Linked DNA regions of Mus musculus: region 1 is linked to region 2. Evidence: chromatin contacts called from public promoter capture Hi-C data. All regions are on one chromosome and are shown on one strand. Each heading gives the region's core, a stretch centred on a gene start, on an enhancer-like site or on the middle of the called end of the contact. The rest is flanking DNA. Distances are from core to core; before and after follow the strand shown.

The links. Capture Hi-C pulls out chosen DNA fragments and counts their contacts.
Region 1: a contact with region 2 is called in a promoter capture Hi-C map of adipose tissue, with 2.0 times the contacts expected there. The contact joins the promoter of Ctf1 here to the promoter of Tbx6 in region 2. A contact is called at or near these places in 2 of 39 promoter capture datasets (embryonic stem cells and pre-B cells), 1 of 484 Hi-C or Micro-C datasets (liver), 6 of 115 datasets of contacts at active chromatin or transcription factors (bone marrow-derived macrophages, double positive thymocytes, embryonic limb bud and 3 more) and 3 of 9 other capture datasets (adipose tissue, liver and macrophages).

The regions. Positions count from the first base shown.
Region 1 is chr7:127,711,200-127,715,595 of GRCm38.p6, reverse strand. It overlaps Ctf1 (cardiotrophin 1), which reads right to left and starts at 2,893. Exons shown (of 3, transcript NM_007795.2): 1 at 2,817-2,893; 2 at 1,553-1,671. The coding sequence starts at 2,841.
Region 2 is chr7:126,779,644-126,783,816 of GRCm38.p6, reverse strand. It overlaps Tbx6 (T-box 6), which reads right to left and starts at 2,334. Exons shown (of 8, transcript NM_011538.2): 1 at 2,193-2,334; 2 at 1,870-2,104; 3 at 705-972; 4 at 466-612; 5 at 317-387. The coding sequence starts at 2,310. It overlaps Ypel3 (yippee like 3), which reads right to left. Exons shown (of 5, transcript NM_025347.3): 5 at 3,307-3,790. The coding sequence ends at 3,701.

The DNA of each region.
Region 1 (4,396 bases), core at 1,644-4,143, 930 kb before region 2:
TTGGCAGGTCCCTTTCCTCTGTAAAAGGACCCCCCTCATGGGAAGAAATGTTGCCCCTGACTGACACCTCTTCTTGGCTTCTCTAAACGTCCCCCAAGTGGGAGTGTTCATAGCTCATATTGTCCTGCTGTTTCATTTCACAGCCCAAAGAGTTGAAACATCCAATCACACACACTGAGTCCAAATCTAGGTTTCCTGACTTTCAGAGTTCCCTTTGTCTCCTCAGAACGGCTCCAAGGATGGAGCCTCCAAGCTGAGGCACAGTATCATTTGACCACTGATGGGTCCTGTTGCAGGATATTTGATTTATGGTTCAAAGAAAACCTAACTGTTAGCAAAATACACAAGCTAAGAAAGATGATGAGTTTGTCAGATGCAGTTAGGTGTGATCTGCAGAGATGCACTTTGTGTGTGCCTGTCAAAGCCTAGTCCTAGTTAGATAAGAATGCTAAAGAATGGAAAATTCCTGCCGATTTTAAGGCAAATTTGCTCTGTGACCCAAGGCAGTCACCTGGCTGGCCTTGAGCTGCGCCACCATTAAGGTGAAATGGTTGTTTGGGCCCCCCACTGACTTGGCTTGGAGCCCACCCCCACTATGGTGACACAACTCAGCCTGCTATGGATACAGGAGAGGAACTAGAGACTTCTTTATAGCAATTGGGCCTTTGAGAGGGAGTCACCTTTTGAAGGCGCTCTCTCCTTTGGCTTGGGTAGGAAGCTCTCTGGGCTTTTACAGGAGCAGCTGGCAGGACACGGGTGAAACAGGATTCCAGGGAAGAGCTAGGGAGCCCTCCTGAGTTTGGAGGAGCTCAAAAGGAAGGTAAACTAGTTTGGTAGAAGGACAGCTAGAAAGAGATTTCTAAAGAGCTAGCAGTGTAGGCCAGGCAGTGGTGGTGCACGCCTTTAATCCCAGCACTTGGGAACAGAGGCAGGCAGATTTCTGAGTTCAAGGCCAGGCTGGTCTACAGAGTGAGTTCCAGGACAGCCAGGGCTACACAGAGAAACCCTGTCTTGAAAAAAAGAAAAGAGAGAGACAGAGAGAGAGAAAGCTAGCAGTTTAGTTGAAAAATCAAGCTTGTAAATAGATATTTTGTAAGTAGTTAAGAAAATAAAATTCCCTAAGTTCAAGGGCTTATACACAGCTCCCACCTCATGTCTCTTTTATGGGTACAGATATTAGTTACATTTAAAAGAATAAATATTACAGGGTCCTTTACTGTGTGGCCAGAAGAAAGTTAACATTCCCCTCAGAAACTTTTGATTTCCACTGCTGGGGCTGAGATGGAAGAAATGGGTGGCTGAAGACATCTGTGAGCAATCACCCTCATTCCATGCCCCAACCCTACACCTCCTCACATATTCCTCCACCAACCTACAACTCCTCACATATTCCTCCACCATCCTTAGACCTCCTCACGTATTCCTCCACCAACCCTACAGCTCCTCACGTATTCTTCCACCAACACTACATCTCCTTATATATTCCTCCACCATCCCTGCATCTCCTCACGTACTCCTCACGTATTCCTCCACCATCCCTACACCTACTCACGTATTCCTCCAGAAGTTGTTCTGCATATTTGGTCAGGAGGCGGGCAAGGTTGTGTGTCTGGCGGATCTTGGCCTCCAAATGGGGTAGGAATGAGATTGAGGAGTCAGTCTGGTGGTCTTCTGGTGGGAAAGAGAAGGAAGTGAGAGGTTATAAAGGCAACCAAACCCCACTCCTTAACCATCTTTCCCAAGCTGGCTCTCCCTGAACCCAGAGTCTCTGCTCTGGATGCTAATATTCAACCTACGAAGAATCTGCCCCATCCCAGGCACCAGATCTCCACCAAGCAGTTTCTCTACATAGATGTCTCTCCTGTCCTCAGGTCACTATTGAAATACTACTAGGACCAAATTCAAATACCTCCTTCTTAGTGCTGCCTCCAAGTTCTCCCTATTCTCAAATCAATTTCTTCCTTCCACTTTAGGGAATTTGTTCATACTTCCAAAGTAGCTTCTTTTATCCGTGTGAATCTGTCTGATCCTGAGACTCCTCACTCTACATCACCGATACTATCCAGAAACTCTTTAAGGTCAAAGTTCACATATCTTTGGATTTCTCCAACTCTTGTTTGAATTCAGTCAGCATCTCTGAAGCACTGAACGCGCCTTTCCGGCCCCTTGTACAGATAGAGAAACCGAAGACCTATTCCCTTCATGTTGCTCCTATGTGACCTGCTAGGCTCAGCAGCATCAATGAATCAACGACAGGATGGCCTTCCCTGTTTAGAGGGTGGTGCCACGGGAAGCCGACTACATTTCCCAATATGTATGTTGCCGGGACCCCAATGCATGCTGGGGAATGTAGTCCTGACCCGACAATCCCCTCCGTCGGAGTTTCCCACCGCCAGCCGAGATCTCCGAAGCCTGTATTTTGAGCTCTCGTCACTTGTAGCTTCTTCGAAGATCAAAGACTTCCTTAACTCGGCCTCTCCCTCCAGTCTTTCAGCTTTGACTCTTTCCTAATTCTCAAGAAGCACTATTATCCTGTTCCAACCCGACCCCAGCCCCTTTTCAGGGTGTACTCACCCATATATATTCGGTGATCTAACCCCTGAACCCAAGGCCCTGAAGCCTCAATTCCTTGCGCCTGCTCTTTCTCCCAACTCACCCGCTGGTTACCTGACACCGGCGTCTCCTCTCCCCCGCCCAGGCCGTTCCCCTCCCAGACTTGGGGGTGGGGTGGTGCTGACAGACATCCAAACCCCAGCTTTCGATCCCCCCGACTCCTATTCACCAAGGACACAGGATCAAGTCATTCAACCCCTTACCCAGACTTCCCTCCCTCTGGCTCATGCTGGCCCCAGGCTTATCCAGGTTCCCTCAACACACCCCTCCGGGGGAGGAGGAGGGGAGGGGGAAAAAGGGGGAAAGGGCTAGGGGCGTGGCTCGGGCTCGGCCAATCATAGTTCAGACCCCAAATATTTCCTTCCCACCATTACTTTCAGTCAAAATTCCTTGGCCCAGAGCTCAGTAACCGGCTTGTGAGCTTAGACTGGGAAGGGGCCAGAATTGGGAGGCAGGTGTTGGCACAGTGAATGGGAACTTGGGCCTTTAAGGCAGTTCTGTGTCCTGTTGGGAGGAGACTCAGGCTCAGACCTGAGGTAGAGCCTGTTTATTGGCTGCTTTGGAGGGAAAAGCTGGGAAACCTGAGAGGAAAGGTGCAAGGCTGGCAGGAGAAGAATGCAGGCAGGACTTCCTTTTTGGGGAAGACAAAGAGAGGCCAGGGAAGCCTTGTTTAGATTAGGGTCCACCTAAGGCACGCACCCCCTGGTCTAGTTATCTTAAATGCCTTCTAATTTCTCTGTCACACTGATCAGAAGTGAGACTGTTCCTCACCTTACCGTTAGAGACCCTCGCACGCACACATCTGTGTGTGTACTAAGGCATTCAGACCCAGCCTTCTACACAGGCAAGCACGAGCTTCAGGGAGGTCACACCCGAACAGCAACTCATTAACGTTGGGGTAGACACGGAAAGGACTGGACACACTTGCCTCTATAATTGGTTCCCAAGCACCTACTCTTGTCTTTGGCTCTGGCACAGAGAGGACCCAGATGATGAGGCGTCAGATGAAGGAGTATAGGCATATATTTTTTTTCTTTTTGCAACCTACTTTTAATAAACGTTTAACCTCTCCTCTTGCCCACCACCCATGAGAGGCAGTGGAAGAGAAAAGTTGTTAGAATATGGGGGAGGTGGACCTTCTCAGCAATAGTTCTTTGGGGGGCAAGCTTGGTCTCCTTTGTCAGCAGTTCAGTCCCATAGCAAACACCAAACACTCAGCAGCTACAGTCCAGTCCTCTAGGCAGGCAGACGCCATGCACAAACCAGCAGCTGTAGTTTAATCCTGAAGAAACTGCAAGGCTCACCAACTGGCCCAAGGCCACTGAAGCAGCAGCTGCCACAGGAACCTCAGGAGCAGCTCTTGGCTGGGTTTCTCTCAATGGTGGTGTAACCACAAGTTGAGCTCAACAACAGTATGTAAGGTGAACCAATACACTCGTGTTCTTAGGGAAGTACAGCAAGGCGGAGCAAACCACACCAATGCTCAGTGTCCCACTGACCCTGGGGTCACATTTCTACTCCTTCATCATGGGACCTTTCACCTGTGTCTGCTTCAGGACAACATTCTTTCATGTGTCTGCTTAACAAGACATCCTTTCACCTGTGTGCCCCAGCAAACTATCATTTGATATAACTGACTTTCCAAACCAGAAGTTTCCACTTGAGTGGAGCTTGTGAGAAAGGAAACTGGAAAAGCCTGCGTGAGAGGGTTAACACAAGCAGACTGTCAGAACAAAGTTCACTGGCAGAGCACACCATAGGTGAATGGTGAGGCCACAATGTC
Region 2 (4,173 bases), core at 1,085-3,584:
CCGGCTAGTCTTATCAATTGTATGAGGACTGAGCAAGCTTAAGTAATTGTTGAATCGAGTGAATAGAGCCATGTGGTGGTGGCACACACCTTTAATCCCAGCACTTGGGAGGCAGAGGCAGGTGGATTTCTGAGTTCGAGGCCAGCTTGGTCTACAGAGTGAGTTCTAGGACAGTCAGGGCTACACAGAGAAACCCTGTCTTGGAAAAAAAAAAAGAGTGGACACATGTTTTTACTTACCATCATGTTCCTGGTACCCTGGCACAGTACCCGGCACACAATAATTAGTAAGCATTCCCTGAATGAATGATGCCCACCTCTTACAGTTTCTGCCATTTTCTCGGAAACCTTTGGCAAAGGGATTGGCTGCGATCTTCAGCTGTGTGATCTGAGGACACACACGCAGGTCAAAGCCCCTGTAGCCTGGGCGACAGTCACTGACCCTCCCTCAAGCAAGGCCACTCACCCTAGGGTTCTGGTAGGCTGTCACAGAGATGAATGTGGTCTCAGGAAATCGGAAGGAGGCCACACCCCCCCAGTGTTGGCTGCATAGTTGGGTGGCTCTCACCAGGTGGATGCGAGGCTGGTACTTGTGCATCGAGTGCAAGATCAGCTGGGAGGGAAGAAACGAGGTGACTCCCAGCCGTCACCTTCCTCCCATTACCACCCTAACACCCCACCAAGGAGTCCCAGCCTGGGCCTCACGTGGCCATGGGGGTCCAGTGTGCTGTTGGTGAGCTTAACACGATGGAAGGATACGGGCTGCCGCATCCAGTGGGCACCAGTGGCAGGAGAGTCAGGGTGAATGTAGACACGGTCGGGTAGGCGGGGTTCAGCCTTGCCACTTGGCTCCCAGTGCTGGCCCTGCCAGCGGTATCGGGCCCCATCCACTGGAACCACATCCAGAAGAAACAAGTAGCGGGCCTCTGGGTCCAGGCCAGTGACTGATACTCGGCAAGCAGGGAACATGCGCCTGCGCAGGGAAAGGGGAAGGAGGAGAGGCCTGGAGCTACCCTCTAACAGCTGTGAGCCCAGCATCAGTGAAGGAACTAGCAATAGGCACCTCAGTTTTGGCACGGTAAAGCCAGAGAGGTGTAACTAGGTTCTCCAGCAGAGTCTAAGAGCCATTGTACAGATGGGCAAAGGGGACAGACAGGTTAGGGGTTCTGACAGGCCGGAGCAGGTTAATCTCCCCACCTGCCCCTTCACTCTCTCCATCCTAGTTACAACATGGTACAATTCTGTCTCCGAGCCCTTGCCACATCCTGTCCAGGCTCCTGCCCCCTGCCCCCTGTAACTCTCTTTGCAGAAACAGTGGTAACTATTTTCTTCCTGAAGCCTTAGGAGCCTCTTGCTCCCCACCTTGGTGCAGCACTGACCTCTGTGGCAGCAAAGACTAACTTTCTTCAGAAATAATAGGTGCTGGGCCCTGGGGACAGGATTTAGCCTGGGGTTCAGGCCTTAGAGACCTTGCCAGAGCTCACACGGTAGGCAATCACCTTCCTTCAGGGTGAGCTGGGACTTAGTCACACACGGCCCCTGATCCTGGACAGATTCTCCCACACTGGTCACTGACTGGTCCTTGACCCTTCTCATAGGCTGTCTGCTTCTGAGTTAGGCCACATGCCAATCTACAACCCAGCCAGGCTGACCTTTCTGACCCTTGATAGAATGGCTCCTAAACCCAGTCACAAACTCGCCAGCCTGATCCTTAAACCTCGACACAGTGTAACTCCTGTTAGTCCAGGGTCACAGTGTCAGGCCATAGTTAGATTCTGCTGTCTGGGTTGTCCTAGCCCTGAAGGGGCCCCTAACCCTAGCTCTGTCCCAGGAATTCTCTTTTCTAAAAGCTGACTTGGCCGTCCCTCACCTGCCAGCCTTGGTGATGATCATCTCTGTCCCCACAGCGCTGAATTCCTTCCACAGTTCCTGGTTCTCCAAGCTCAGGCTGACCCCAGGAAGCGAGTGAAGGGCCTCTGGGGGTGGCGGTGCTGTCTCGGGGCCCAGAGCAGATGGGAGAAGGGGCAAAGGAGCGGCTGCAGCCAGAGTGTGGGGAGCTGCCTCGATCCCAGAGAGGAAGCAATCCAGTTTAGAAGTATCCAAATCTGGAGATGTGGGAAGAATGAGGATCCAGGGGAGGGCCACATATTCCCAGTTTCCTGCCCCTTACCCAGAGCCAATCCAACCGCTCACCAGGGTAGCGGTAACCCTCTGTCAGGGCAGGTGGGAAGGTGGAGTCTGCCCCAGGCTGGGGGTGTCCCAGACGGTAGCCAGTCCCCAGGGAGGGGTACAACTCTCGTGGATGGTACATGTTGTAGTTTCTTCTGGCCTTGTGTCCCGTTGCTAGAATCCGGGGTCTAAGGGATGCCCCCTTTATAGCTCACAGCACAGCCCCTTCCAAACCAGAGATCACAGCCCCTCCCCTCCTTGGGGCCCTGGAGGTGGGCTGGAATGGAGACCCCTGGGGCCTAGAAGGGGTCCAAGAGGAGGCCGGATACCTGGGTACCCTCCCCTCTCCCTCGCAGCTTCACTAGTCCCGACCCCCTACCCCCTCATTACATAATTAACTCCTCGGTCTGATTGATCCCTAGGGCTAAGACAGGGACGCAGTTTGGCGCTTCCGGCCAGCTGGTCTCCGTTCCCACGGTGGGGGCAGACCGGCTAGGGGGCAGGGGTGGGATCTGGATCCTGGCACCGAGCCTAGGATCCCGGGTTAGACCCTAAAGCCCCAGACTTTCTGGAAGGTGACCCCCTCCCTTTTTTTCACTTGGAGGACTAGCCTTGCGAAGTGAACGCGAGGACAAGTGCAGGGTTGATGTCTGAGCTGATACGCCAGACACTGGGCATCTTCAAGAGACCGAGGCAGAGGACTAAAGCCTAGAGTCCTCCCTGGTTTATAGTCTGAAAAGCCTCCAAGTCTCAAAAGTTGAGGGGCGTGCACAGTTACACATCTATGGTATCTCGTGCAAAAAGCGCAAGGTCTCACGCCGAGAACATTTCAACTACACTTCCCAGTAGGCACCGCGCCAGTCGCACGTAAAGGCCACAGGCAACCTGTGCTGGGATCCCTGGGAATTGTAGTTCAGACTGGGGCGGCAAAGCCAGAGAATTGGTGGTCTTCTCTGACGCTTGCCCCCGAGGAACGAAAGCCAGGACTAACATAGGCAAGATGTCAGGAGCAAGATTAGTTTGGTCTACTGTTCCTACTCCATTCCCCCTGCTGAGGGCTCTGAATGGAACCCATCTATAGGGAAGGAACTTGGATTCCAGGTCCCCTCTCTGTATTCCATGTGAGCCAGGGGCTGTCTCCATTCCATTGTTTTATTATTTACAAATGCTACAGAACGAGAACAGACACGTTGCAGGTAAGAGGGATCCAGTGGGAGAGATTCACAGAAAGGTGGTGCACCAGGGCCATGAGAGCAGCACACAGGCCTTATCTATGGGACAGGCAAGACAGGAAGGGGTTAAAAAATGAGATCCAAGCCAGCCAGATCGCAGGGAGGTGCAGGGGGTGGGGGTACAATCCCCCTCTTTGTCTCCCCCCAAGGTCACAGTGCATGCAATAAAATGTATGTACAGGAGCTGGGTCCTTCCCCTGTGGGGGCCCTGAGGGTCCAGAGCTCCCTTCAGGAGGAGCGAAACCAGTGGCTCCCCCTGGCGGCCAGGCCAGGCTGAAGCCACATGCGGCAGGAGCTAGGTCAGTCCCAGCCGTTGTCTTTGATCATGTGGTTGAGTTCAATGATGTATTTCCCCTCTTTGTACTTCTGGCTGCTCTCAAAGGCTTGCTCCTGGAAGGAGAGAAAGGGCTGCCAGGCACAGACAATACTTTTACCACTAGGCAATGGGGTTTTGGGAATGAATACCATTGGTCTTGGTTTATATATGAAAAACAAAAAACAAAAAACCCTGTGGCCCAGAGAAGCTCAGCTGCCTGCCCAGACACCACTTTTCCTCACTGGGAAGAGAGAGAACTCTGAAGCACGGGTAGTTCTGAAAATCAATGACAGCTCCAACAGGGAGGATTTGGAAGCCCCTACAAGATTTCAAGGTCCAAGGATTACAAACTGGTGGCCTAAGGGCCATTTCAACCTAAGGTAGTTTTGTTTAGATAGCAGAGAGCTTAATATAAACAACTTTAGGAGTTGGGGATGTTTATCTTGTGGGAGGGCCT